2 separate regions of the Mus musculus genome follow, and region 2 is linked to region 1. The links are chromatin contacts, called in public HiChIP or PLAC-seq maps. All regions are on one chromosome and are shown on one strand. Each heading gives the region's core, a stretch centred on a gene start, on an enhancer-like site or on the middle of the called end of the contact. The rest is flanking DNA. Distances are from core to core; before and after follow the strand shown. Region 1 holds the start of Zfp637 (zinc finger protein 637). Region 2 overlaps Ret (ret proto-oncogene).

Region 1 (6,538 bases), core at 1,067-3,566:
TTGCAGGCTTTCCCTGCAACCTGTAGAGCAGTGAGCTTCACCAAATGAATGCATCTTCTTATAGGGGCTCTGACGTCATCCCAGCAACCAGCTGACTCACTCACTGAAAAAGGCTACATTCTGGGCGTATCTTCCATGACAGTCCAGCAGGGTAGCTGTTGGGAACCCAAACATGTCCACTCCTGCTCGCTGACTTTGATCACCGCCTCTTCATATGATTCTTCCATGGGCTGGTCTGGAGAACCTGAGGGACAGAAAAAATAAATAAACCAAACCAAAAAAAAAAAAAAAAAAAACAAACAATAAAGGGCAGACCTGAGAGTTGAGATCAGTTTGGAGTGTAAACACAGGAAATCCAGACTTTCTGAGGTAATGTCACTGCAAAGTGGGCTAAAGATAGCAGGACTGGAGGGCTGGAGAGATGGCTCAATGGTTAAGAGCACTGGCTGCTCTTCCAGATGTCCTGAGTTCCATTCCCAGCAACCACATGGTGGCTCACAACCATCTGTAATGGGATCTGATGCCCTCTTCTGGTGTATCTGAAGACAGCTACAGTGTACTTACATATAATCATAAATAAATGTTTGGGCAGGGTGGGCTGGGGTGGGGGTGGGGAAGATAGCAGGACTGACCAAACAGAAATGAATCTAGGAGCAAGGAGGCAGAGGGAAACAGATAGCAGAGAAGTAGGAGTGCCTACTGTACTGTTAGTCCCCAGGTAAGGGCCGCTCTGCTTGCATTTGGTCTTGATAAAAAATTGGGGTTCTCTACTTTCCAGGCAAGAAGTCAGCACACCAGCCTTCCTGACTGGTGTTAGGAAGAAATAGCTCCAGCTTTCCTTTTCAGCTCCCCTCAAGTTACAAGGACCTAACAAAGAAGGTCTTGTTACCTTCTGGTAATTCTTAGTAGGCTCTTAACCCAAACCACCACTCCCTCCCCCCACCCCCCATGGAATGCTTATTTAAGGATCAAATTCCTGAATCTGTACACTTTGTTTACATAGTGGTACAGTATAATCTTTGTTTCAGTATGTCTGGTCAAAATGCTGGATTCCTAGCTTAATGAATTAGCAATCTGATGGTACGATTTTCTATTTTATTAACCAAATAGCTAACCCTTCTATCCATTCAGTTATATAGCCTGATGTCAAGAAATCTTTGAAGGATTCACTTCCAACTTGGAACACAAGCTATAAAGGGGTCCCCTGTCATGCTGCAAATGCATTCACTTAGAGATATTATTGATTAAAAATAAAGCCAACAAAACTCCCCTGTGATTCACAAAGAAAAGCACATGGTAGCTACTCCCTGGGGCTGGACTTTTTTGTCTCTGGAGTGTCTAGAGAACATGGTTAAGTCAAAATGAGTGAACACGGTAGATACCTGAACTCCTCTACCTGCTAAGAAGTAGCCAACATGCCTCAGCTGTGTCTCCAGACTCCCTGATTAATAGCAGGACAACTGACAACAGGAAATTGTCAAGGAAGAACCTGTTCAAGTCAGAGCAATCAAATTCTTGAAGATATTGAAAGAGAGTGATTTCGTAACACAAAACGCTGCTTTTCCTATCAGAAATGTTACCACAGCTCAGAATTAGGCCCCGAGAGACTTGAATTTTTTGCCTTGTTTCCCTCGGTGTATGCCCTGTAGCAGAACAACCTAACAGCCCCGACTCCAGTTTCTTCTCTTAGTAAACAAGTTAACACTATCTCAATTAGCTAGCTCTCGGAAGAACTGAGGACCAGAAAGTGAGGGATCTCTTACATTTGAGACACGCCCTACAAATCCAAGACCTAAAATGGTGCTTTTTCAGGAGAGAGGGCTGGAGGACAGACAGGGTGATCTGTAGGGTTTGGGAAAAATCTAATGAGGCAATTTAACGTGCGATTAGGAGCTTTGGGTGAGGATGAATTCCCCCCACGCTGGACGCCACTCCCTGCTAGGCTCTCTCCCTAGGCGTGAACTCTGCTCTCCTGGCCTAGCTGGACCTTCCTGTGGCCCCTCCCACGCTCGCGGGGCCCCAGCCTCCCAGGGACCCCGACATTGCAGCAGGACCCTTCCGCAGCACACCGCGGCCCACCCGCTCTCCGACCAGCGCACCCTTGTCTGCGGTTGGCGATTTTGGCCCGGACGGCCAGCCTGGCCTGCTCACGCGCCCTGGCCGGAGCAGCAGGCTCAAGACACAGCCCCCTCTCTCGGGCGCACAGCCCCGGCCTCAGCAACACTCACCGCAGCGGCGCGCGCCCGCAGACAGACAAAGCCGGCGCCGAGCCCGTAGCAGCCGCTGCAACGCTGCGCGTCGCCGGACCACAACTCCCAGGAGCCCGCGCGCGCCCCGAGGCACTGTGGGAAGCGCCGCGACCGAGCTGCGGCAGAAACGCGGTGGCTGCTTCTGGTTGTTGGGGAGCGCCGTCCTGTGGAGGAGCGGTGGTTGAAGCTTGGGAATGCTTATGACGTTAAAACTGCAGAAGACTCAGGGTTCCCTATAGGAGCCGGGACCAAGTATTTCGGACAAAGAATCAGGAATACTCTCTGGTCCGTGTAATAAGTTTTTTTTCACCCAAAAGATGGACGAGGCACTGCAGGACTTCGGAGTTTAGGTACTACCCCGACTAGTTGTACGACCCAGGGCGCTCACTTGTGGGGAGCCCAGGTCCGACGGCTCCAGGACCCCATAGGGCACCTACGCGGGGCCCGGGAGACTTTCTGAGCCAAGGGAACTCGAGGGAACAGTATTCCCTGAGTGGACACTAACATTGTCTTCCTAACTGAAGAAGTTAATGACACAAGGGTTGAGATTTGAACACTCTAAAATTAGTTATTAGAGATGGGAGAGTAGCCCTTTTGGTCCTGAGAGGGGCGTGGATGAAATTGAGCATCCATTCAATAAAATCTCTTTTAAGATGCCTTAAACGTCCATCGACTGCATTTATTTATATGCATTTCTAATAGCCTTTTTTTTTTTTTTTTTTTTTTTTTGGTTTTTCGAGACAGGGTTTCTCTATATAGCCCTGGCCATCCTGGAACTCACTCTGTAGACCAGGCTGGCCTCGAACTCAGAAATCCGCCTGCCTCTGCCTCCCAAGTGCTGGGATTAAAGGCGTGCACCACCACTGCCTGCCTCTAATAGCTTTTCTAAAGGACATTAGTCTCACCCTGGAGCCCTGACTTGACTTCTTTCGTAGTGAGCCTCCCCCAGAGTCTTCCCTTGGTAGATTTAGCTATCCTATTGAATGAAAGAGACCATAAGAAATGTTCCTCTTGCAGTGCCCTTGTTCCTTTCCCAGAATTACATGTGTCAGACTGGATGAAATATTTGACTTCACAGGACATCTCTGTTCTGTGAGACCAGATGTGGGATTAGGACAAGTTTTAGTTGACAAAGCATCGGTAGGAAAAGGGGGCCATCAGGGGAGACAAGAACTCATGTTTCCTTCATAAATCTGCAAAGATTCTCTTAACAGCCTTGAGGACTTGGGTACACGTATTTTTTGGGAAAAAAAGATCCCATTTTGTTTAGTGTGTGGATGTGAGGGGTGTCTTGCTGTGCCTGTGGAGGTCAGAGAATCATTAGTATGAGTGGGCTCACCCTTTCCTACAGGGAATCGAACTCAGGTCATCAGACTTGGCAGCAGGCACTATTACCTACACACCATCTTACTGGCCCAGATCCATTTGATAGAGTGGTTACGATTGGGGTTGAAAGATCAGAGTCCCTAGACACATGGTTCTTGCCAAGATCTTAAATGGGGCATAGTCCTCAGCCACCACCTGCATCTTAACACTTGCATCAGGAAGGGGGGAGGGTGCCGAGTGAGGGCTAGGGGTGAGTTCTGCCAGTGCGTATTTAAATGCTTGTTACAGACATCTCCATCCCTGGTACCTTACATCACTAGGGGAAGGAATGATAATTCAGACAGTGACATTAGTTATGACAGTCTCACTACTTGGATAAAGAAACTGCTCAAATGACCTCCTATGCGGAGACCCTCTACGTGGATCAAATGTGTGATAAAGCACAGATCCACAAAAGACCCAGAAGAAAAACTGAATTAATGTGATCATGATCTCAGTGTAGGAAAGGACGTTTGCAACCACGATAAAATGGACAAAAATAAGAAAAAGGTTAGCCGGGTGTGGTGGCGCACGCCTTTATTCCCAGCACTTGGGAGGCAGAGGCAGGCAGATTTCTGAGTTCGAGGCCGGCCTGGTCTACAAAGTGAGTTCCAGGACAGCCAGGGCTATACAGAGAAACCCTGTCTCGAAAAACCAAAAACCAACCAACCAACCAACCAAACAAACAAACCACCCTCTCCCCCCCAAAAAAAAACCAAAAAAAACCAAAAAAGAAAAAGGTTAAAATTTAACACTGTGGCCAATACCACTAAAGGAAGACAACACATGACAGAGTTAAGGGGGAAACCCTAGTGACAGACATCATGTAAGTCAACAAGGCAAAGAAACAATATTCTGATAGAAATATGGCCAACAGGGTCTGGAGAGATGGCTCAGTGGTTAAGAGCACTGACTGCTCTTCCGAAGGTCCTGAGTTCAAATCCCAGAAACCACATGGTGGCTCACAACCAACCATCTATAATGAGATCTGACGCCCTCTTGTGGGGTGTCTGAAGACAGATACAGTGTATTTACATATAATAATAAATCTTTAAAAAAAAAAGAAATATGGCTAACAGCAGCAGCACACACCAAAAGTAAACAAATAAGACAACTATGTATTAAAGAAAGAGCTGACTGAAACACAGAAAAAAATTCTCCCAATTACTAAATAGTGTCTGTAAAAGGAGACTTACCTTTTTATCCATGTGTAAATTGAGACAATCACTCTTGGTGTGACATGCCCTAGAGAGGATTGGTGACATGGGTGTTGAAGGGGATTTTCCCAGTCACAAAAATGAATCTGTAGAGATACAGTGCAAGGAGACTGTGACATGTTTCTAGGGAGAGGACACAGCTGAGAGGGGGTCCTTGATAAGTTGGGGGAGGGGTTTTTGGTCTTAAAATATTTCTCTCAGTTCTTTTATTTTCAGTTATGTGTTCATGCTGGGTGTGTTTACAACCATATAGGTGGTAGTCTCACAGTAAGTTTTTCTTTTTATAAAAGATGTATGTATATATATGTATGTGATCTCAGTATAGATGCTCATGAGCCACCATGTGGTTCCTGGGATTTGAACTCAGGACCTCTGGAAGAGTAGCCAATGCTCTTAAACACGGAGCCAGCTCTCCAGCCCCTATTTTCTTTTCTTTTTTTTTTTTTCTGTCAAGATAAACTGATGTTCTTTAGGAGGTTTTCTCTTAGTCTTAGGGACTTTTCAGGAGTCCCCTGGCTCCTTCGTTTTTATTAAAAAAAAAAACCCCAAAATACAAAAAAACAAAAAACAAAAGACGTATGTGTATGTGTGTTCTGCCTGCCTATCTGTGCACTGCATCTATGCTTGGTGCTTACATAGTCAGAAGACTAAGAGTAAGAAAATAATAAAAATAAGTCCCAATGTTGTTAAGGCTTATTACAAGTAATTAAAACCCCGATAAACAGCAAAACTACAAGTACACATCTTGATAAACTTGATAAACTTTCTGTCCATTAAGTCCCACTTTGCAATGTTGCTCAATGTAGATCAAAGCTTAAGGGAAGCACGTTATTTTAAATAGAGGACTGGATTTTAGTTTTATTGCAGTGTATTGGTTTTTCATCTTTGGAATTTTAACAACCTTTCCACATTTTTTTTCTTTAATAAGTGGCAGAATTAACAGAGTAAACGTTTATAAACATTTTAATACAATTGAATCCAAATTATGTTTATGACATAATGAAACAAACTTAAGATTTTCTGTGTGATGACCTAGGAGAAAACTCTGCAGACATACCGTTTGAGGGAGCTTTTAGATTGGGTGAGCCTCAGCATGCCTGTGAGGAGGGAAGCATCTTTATTAGGTTTGCTGAGGCAGGAGGACAGACCCTGAAAGAAGTGGGTGACACCATTCTTCTTTGGCTTGGATACTGGTGGACTGGAAACCAAAAAAAAAAAAAAAAAAAAAAAAAAAAAAAGTGTTGTTGAGCATATTGAGCATATCATTTATCAGATCTGCTTCCTGACTCTGGATGCACTGTGACTAGCTACCTCAAGCTCCTTTTGCCATAATTTCCCTGCTGTGATGCACTGTTCCCTGAAATTGTCAGCTAACAAGTCCTTCTTTTCTTTCTTTCTTTCTTTCTTTCTTTCTTTCTTTCTTTCTTTCTTTCTTTCTTTCTCTCTCTCTCTTTCTCTCTCTTCCTCTCTTTCTCTCTCTTCCTCTCTTTCTCTCTCTCTCTCTCTCTCTCTCTCTCTCTCTCTCTCTCCCCTTCCCTCCCTTCCTCCCTCCCTCCCTCTTTCTTTCTTTCCCTCTTTCTTTCTTTTTGTTTTTTTGTTTTTTTTTGTTTTTTTTTTGAGACAGGGTTTCTCTGTGTAGCCCTGGCTGTCCTGGAGTTCACTTTGTAGACCAGGCTGGCCTCGAACTCAGAAATCTGCCTGCTTCTG
Region 2 (6,538 bases), core at 1,814-4,313, 310 kb before region 1:
GTTTTGCCAAGGCCTTACTGTCTGCACATGAAGTTTGAGTTCTTCAGTGCAGAACAAATTATCTGTTTTCATTTTTAGGCATGTCAGACCCGAACTGGCCTGGAGAGAGTCCTGTACCACTCACGAGAGCCGATGGCACTAGCACTGGGTTCCCAAGATATGCAAATGATAGTGTATATGCTAACTGGATGGTTTCACCCTCAGCGGCAAAATTAATGGACACATTTGATAGCTAACATTCCTTTGTGAACGGTAATGGACTCCCAAGGGGGAAGAAACATGCCAAGAGCATCAAGTCCACCGGCCCCTTTGTGCACATCATACTGGCCAAGACCAGCCTTAGGTGGCAGACTTGTTTTCTGTAGTTTGTTTTAGCTGGTTTCCAAATGGTTTTACTTCAAATAGCTGGTGGTCCTCCCTCCTGGTGGTCTGCCCTCCTAGCACACCTGCCCCATTGGGTGGGTGCTCTGAGTCTCTGGTTAGATCCCCTTTCCCTTTAGCATTGGGTAGCACCTCTGTTGGTCTGCTCATCACTAGCCACCACGAGCTCTGTGTCCACATGTGTGGGGTCTGCCATTCATGACTTGGATGAGAAATTGTACCTGAACTGTCTGATTTTCCTGGCTGATAAAAAACCTACCACGTCCCCCCAAAAATGTTTTAACATGAAGCACACATACAAACAACATTGATTGAAAAACCTGGCCAGAACGACCTGTCCTTGTCTAGAATGAAAGCCTAGCATAGGACTGGGTAGTTGCATCCACCCGGGTCCACTAGGGCTGGAGGGGAGAAGGGAGCCTCCGGGCTGTCCTCGGCTCAATATATGACATCCTGAATATAGATTTTTGGGTTTTTTAGCCATGTAGCCTTTTCTTAGGAAAATGTTTTGTTTCTGTCATGGTTAAATGGCTCTTAGAATTAGCACAATGGAGAGATTTGGTGTTGCCTTTGCTATATACAAGGCAACTGGAAAGAAGTGACCCCACATGACCTAGTCCCCCTGTTGAGCCCTCGGCAACATTCACGCTGCGTGACTCCGACTCACTGACCAGAACAGGGTGAAGAAGCGGGGCATTTGGAGTAGAGTTGCCTTCAGGTCCAGTATTGCTGTCATCAGAGGCCTTGAGCCACAAATTCTGCACCCCCAGCAAGCCAGTCTGCAGTACACCCTACCCACCAAAGAGTGTGCCCACCCTCTGCTTGGGGACAGGTGGGTCTGTCTTGTTTTAATCCCTGGCTTGCCAGCTCATGCCCAAAGGGAAGGACAGTTCATCTAGTTGCATTAGATGTTTCCCTGACACTGACTGAGGTGAGAGAACAAGGTTTTGGCTCTTATAGAGCTTGTGTGAAAGGCACATGGGTCAGCTCTTCCGGCCGTCCTTTATGCTGCTATGGTACGTGTTTTGGTCTCTGTTCTAACCACGACTCACGTGTAAGGTTCTTGTCTTTCTATATGGGCAGTTGTAGCCACAGACACTCAGCACTCCTCTAGGGCTTTAGGGGTGGCTCTTGGAAGTTTCTTTGGCTGTCTGTGGACTGTCACTTCCCATGAAAAGGTCACATTACCAAAACACTGCCTGGTCTTCAGACTTGAAGCACTGTGATAGGACTTTAAATAGTCATAATAAAATACTATATCTTTATGGGCATTTCACAAACACAGTAAAATTGTGACATTTTATGTGGCTGAGAATGCTCAGATAAGTATACCAGATAGAGCCTTATGGAGTGTGTGTGATATTTGTGTGCACACATAGCCAGACAGACAGGAAGATGAAAAATGCTTATTTTAACATATAATATGGCTTTAGTTTTGGGCCATTTTTTTTTCAGATACACTGTGATAAGGTTTTTTATATAAATATCTCTAGTCATGGGACCCATTTTGTTTTTTCAGATGTGTTTAATGGTAGTTTTATTAAGTGCAAAAATACGGATGAATTCAAATTATTCAACATGCCTACACGGTAAGTGTGACTTGCTAGGGCAAGTTAGCTCTCAAGGGCTGAGCTCCAAGTCTAAATAGCTGGCCCATTTGTGAGGAATTAACACTTGACTAATAACCATTGTCTGTCTGTTCCTGAGATATAAAAGCACCCATACTTGTTAAAGTACCTATACTTGTTAGCACTATCAGACAGATTTTTCATCTACATATATGCAGAAGTTACCCCTTATTAAATATTACTGAGTATTAAGTAGCTATCTGTCAGCCACTAAATTTGTAAGATCTATTTAAGAAAGGCCATTAAACCATACCGTGTTGACTTGTTTTTGTAATCAAGGTGACTAAGGAAATAATTTCAGTTGTGTAAATAAAATAAATCATAAAATGTGTCAACTTTTTCTCTCGTTTTAACTTCCTGGTGCAAAAAACCTCAGCTTGCTCATTTCAAAGTTTCTACACATAACTAAAATGTCACAGCGAATCTGTTGTAATTGTGGGAGAGCAATAATGACGAGGGAGCAATGGCTCTTGGTGGTGTCACTGGTGGGTGTCTTGTACAACAACATTCAAGTGATAAGTCAACTAACCCTGTGACTCTAGGATTTCCTCCCTGCAATTGGAGACATCCCCCTTGCAGGTGACCTTCCTTAGAACAAATAGTGGCCAGTGTCGATATCCACTGGTCTCTGGAACTCTTAGCTGTTAATTTCCTGAAACATCAGTAATCTCTCAGTTACTAAAACTTAAAAAGTGCATAGTTGTGAGTGAACATCGCAGAAGGTGGAGAGAAACCGTCGTCAGCCACTTACAAAGTGTAACATACCAGCTACTTAGTTCATTCTAGCCTCCGTCCAGGGCAGTGACAAACGTGAGTTTTTAATACCAGTCCGGTCTGTGACCACAGTGTGTGTTGAGTGCAAAGAGCCTGAGTCACTTCCAGCAACTGCCTCGCCCCTGGAGCCAAACTAGGCCATCCTGACAACCTTTGATTCCTACTACTTGAGTCTGGACCACAAAAGCTGGAAGGAAATACATGCTGAAGCTTCAGAGGTACCTCGGGGCAGGCTTTTACAGAAGCATACTGGAAACATACTGTTTCAGCAGCATAAACTCCAGAGGGTCATGTGTCTCTGTGTCTTGTTACTTGTTACTTCCCCCCTTAAGAAAGAAATACCAACTCCTATGAAAGATTCCTTCCTCTCATGTCCTGCCATGTGGCCAGTTTATTTGGGTGGAGAACTAAGTAGATCCAAGAACATACCCTAGATAAATGCTTCCTAAATAAAGGAGAAGCATACTTCCCAGTGTATAAAGTAACCATTTCTCCCTAGGCATGCAGAGTGGAGGGCAGCCATCCCTCTCCTTTAAGCATGTTCAAATAGCACAGTCAGCTTCCTCTGCCTGTAGAGGGCTGGGCAGGAAGAGCAGGGATTCTGCGCAGATTGGCCACCCTGGCCTCTACTGCCAGCCAATACAGAAGATCTTTAATTGCAGCACCTTAGCTGAACTCCATGGCTTCCCACTTCACTGGGGATTCACAGGATGGAACGTCTTGGGTAAGCTCATGAGAAACCATATTTTGTGTATAGAGAGTGGTTAATTGGGCACATTACCATACCCTGTAGCAAAGCCATGAACCTCTTGAAGATAGGCCTCGTTCACTCCCAGTGCTTGAGAAACATGTTGAACGTTAAAAAAAATCACAAGTTTATTATTGTGACAATGGCATTGTGTGTTGTGACAAGTGACAAAGTGTTTCTCCAGCTACGGGGACGTTAAATTGCAAGACCTGGCTATTGAGACATCTCAGCTGAAGCTCAGGCATGGGAGACTTTGACAGGGACACCTCTCAGTTTGGTGGCACTGCAAGGAATGGGGTCAGGCAGTAAAGACTTGGAGCCCACATCCTGAGACCATTCTAGCCACTATGACTTTACCATCTCTGTTCTGTACTAGGATACCTGTGTCAGATGACACAGTAATGCAAGTTAAAAATAAGTGTTGCTAAGAAAGGTAAGGGTGCATTCTACAGCTTAAATATAATAGCCAGTTTTCAGTTTGGGGAAGAAACATTTTTGATATTTCATAATGAAGATATCTTGAAAATGGTCAGCTTCACCAATAAAAAGCTTAAGGTCCTTTTAAGTGTCTGTCTCATCTTTGTCATGCTTATACTTTCGTGGCTTTAGGAGCGTGCAGTCCCTGTTTAGGTCATACTTAAGGCTGCTTACACTACCTGAAGCCAGAGGATTGTTGTTGATGGATGGCACCTGTATCATAGCCCTGTTGTGAGGCCTCCATTCCCGTCCAGGCATGGCTTTCAGCTATCTTGGGTCTCCCTTGAAAGGTTTCAGGGACTTGGGAGTTTTCCGGTGACTCAGGCTATGGGGCCTGGTAGACTGACATTCTTGAATTCCTGAAAACCGTAGAGTCAAGGATCAGACCTGATGATACAGGAGCCTAAGGCAGGAAGGTCACCACTACAGTGTGTGACCCTCCATCAAAAAAAAAAAAAAAAAAAAAAGACGTGACTTTAAGGATGGAAGAATTATGACTTTTTGGAAAGTACGCAGAGAAGGAAGTATTATAGCAGAGTGCAATTTTAAAGGCATATGATAGGACTTGCCTGCATTGTGGCTGCCTGTTACTTGCAAAGGGTAGTTCTTAACTGCTAAGGGGAGAAGACACCAACCTTTTGAGGGGCTTGCAAGTTGTGCAGAAAGCTTCAGGGCTCCAGCTTCCATGGCTTGGTACCCATGCTGGAGTGCGCTTTCCCTAATGCAGCTGCCTGTGGGTCACCCAAAGAAATTCATGGGTTCCCCAAGTCCAACTTTGGTGTTCTCACTAATGTCTGTTACTGGTTCGCTATGTAGGAGGTATAGTCGTTTGTTCGTGTTTCCTAGGAATAGTGTCACACAACAGATAGGAGTGAATTTGTCTGAACCTGTGAGGTATTTCAAGGAGAAATGAAGCTAACATCTGTCTGAAATCATGTGGTACTACCATGCCACTCTCTTGGGGGCACCTGAGATTAGGAAAAAAACAGTCCCCATTCCCCCTCTTCAGAGGCAGAGGCTAAACATATGTTCTATAATGCCTTCTTGACGCTTACCAGAGGTCATCCTTTCCAGAGATACTTGGTTTTAGACATAGCTTTAGGTAAGCCTCCTGTTTAGCAAAATAGTTTGCTGTAGCAGTTCTTCTCTTCTCTTCTCTTCTCTTCTCTTCTCTTCTCTTCTCTTCTCTTCTCTTCTCTTCTCTTCTCTTCTCTTCTCTTCTCGCTTCAATATAATCCCTTTTGGTGGAGTCATCCTCCTATGGGACAGGCCTATCTCTGGGAAATAGAAGTATAAAAACTACTTAACGTGCTGGCCATTTTGGTGGCAATCTTAAGTCAAAACAAACTCATAAATGTCCAAAGCCATTTGCACAAATAAATAAACAAACAAATCATGTCTTGTTTCTGTGTTTGTTCCCTGTTTGACAAGCTGTGCTAGCTGCCATATAGACTGATAGGTGTTTCAGGTAGAGATCTATATTCTATAAGAGAGCTTAAATTGGTACAATATAGCCTACTGGGTAACTTCTAACATCAGTGTTGATACGTGGTTCATCCACCAGTAAGTATTAAGTCAGATTTCTCACGAGAATCTAATAAATTGGCATAAGGTCAGAGAGTAGGACAGTTACCAAGTTCCTTTCCTTGAAGGGCATCAGAGAGGCCGGATTCCATGCTGTAGTGGTGAAAGGTAATGAAAGCAGGATATAGCAATAGAATCTAGTCAGATTTCTATTATTAGCTAACCCAGGAGTGGGAAGGAGGGAGAAGAAGGTAATGAGAAAGGGTAGCAGTGGGCAAAAGACAATGTATACAGATGAAAATTTAGCAATCAAACCTGTTATTTAAAGAAAACAATAACTGCTCACCTTCTTGTTTCTGCAGTAACACAATGGAGGTGTTACTAGTGCCAGCCATGAGAAGTCCTTAGTAGAATATGTGTTAGGGTTCTCTAGAGAAACAGAACAAACGTAATGAAACCCTATTACAAAGTGGGAACTGTTAGATTGGCTTCCATAGTATGGGCTGTGCAGTCCAACAATAGCTGTCTTCCCACTGGAGAGGCTGCGAAACAGAAGCTCTTCAGACTGTGAGGCTGGAGCTAATGCTGAGGGCTGGGGGGTCTCAGAGAGCTGTTGATCTTCATTTGGTTTGGAGAGAGTGAAGAACCTGGGCTCAGTGTCAACAGAAGATAGCAACAGGATAAATGCACTCACCAGGAAGGAGCAAAGGCAGACAGTGAGGTGAAAGCAGTTCTGGTTTTCCCTTAAACCTCTTTGCACTGGAACCACCATTGGCTGTAAGTGCAGGTTTAATTTTTTTTTTTTTTTTTTTTTTTTTTTTAGTTCTGCCTTTGAGGCACACTGGGGAAGTGTGGATGATGGTTTGGTAGAACCTACTAGAAGTTTTAATCATTTCTGCTCCTGTCATTTCCTCTCCCTAACTGCTATGATGCAGAAAGCAAAGATGGATGTGGAGTAATTTCAGCCTGCCTGTGCATAGACTGTTCTTCTGGGACCTCCCAAACA

The links. HiChIP or PLAC-seq counts read pairs in DNA pulled down with a chosen protein or histone mark.
Region 2: a contact with region 1 is called in a FOXA1 HiChIP or PLAC-seq map of pancreatic cancer cells. The contact joins the enhancer-like site here to the promoter of Zfp637 in region 1. A contact is called at or near these places in 3 of 39 promoter capture datasets (HPC-7-derived erythroid cells, erythroid cells and pre-B cells), 2 of 484 Hi-C or Micro-C datasets (B cells and muscle stem cells), 2 of 115 datasets of contacts at active chromatin or transcription factors (memory CD8 T cells and pancreatic cancer cells) and 3 of 9 other capture datasets (adipose tissue, liver and macrophages).

Annotation. Positions count from the first base shown.
Region 1 is chr6:117,836,959-117,843,496 of GRCm38.p6, reverse strand. It overlaps Zfp637 (zinc finger protein 637), which reads right to left and starts at 2,316. Exons shown (of 3, transcript NM_177684.3): 1 at 2,229-2,316; 2 at 105-244. The coding sequence starts at 174.
Region 2 is chr6:118,147,551-118,154,088 of GRCm38.p6, reverse strand. Ret (ret proto-oncogene) reads left to right here. Exons shown (of 19, transcript NM_001080780.1): 19 at 1-2,341. Among named protein-coding and RNA genes, the nearest start is that of Csgalnact2, 12 kb to the right of the region's middle. Within about 2 kb of position 3,063, at least 22 of the 459 cell types and tissues checked have an H3K27ac peak or open chromatin away from gene starts, as enhancers often do. A contact at or near this core is called in pancreatic cancer cells, where this site is marked.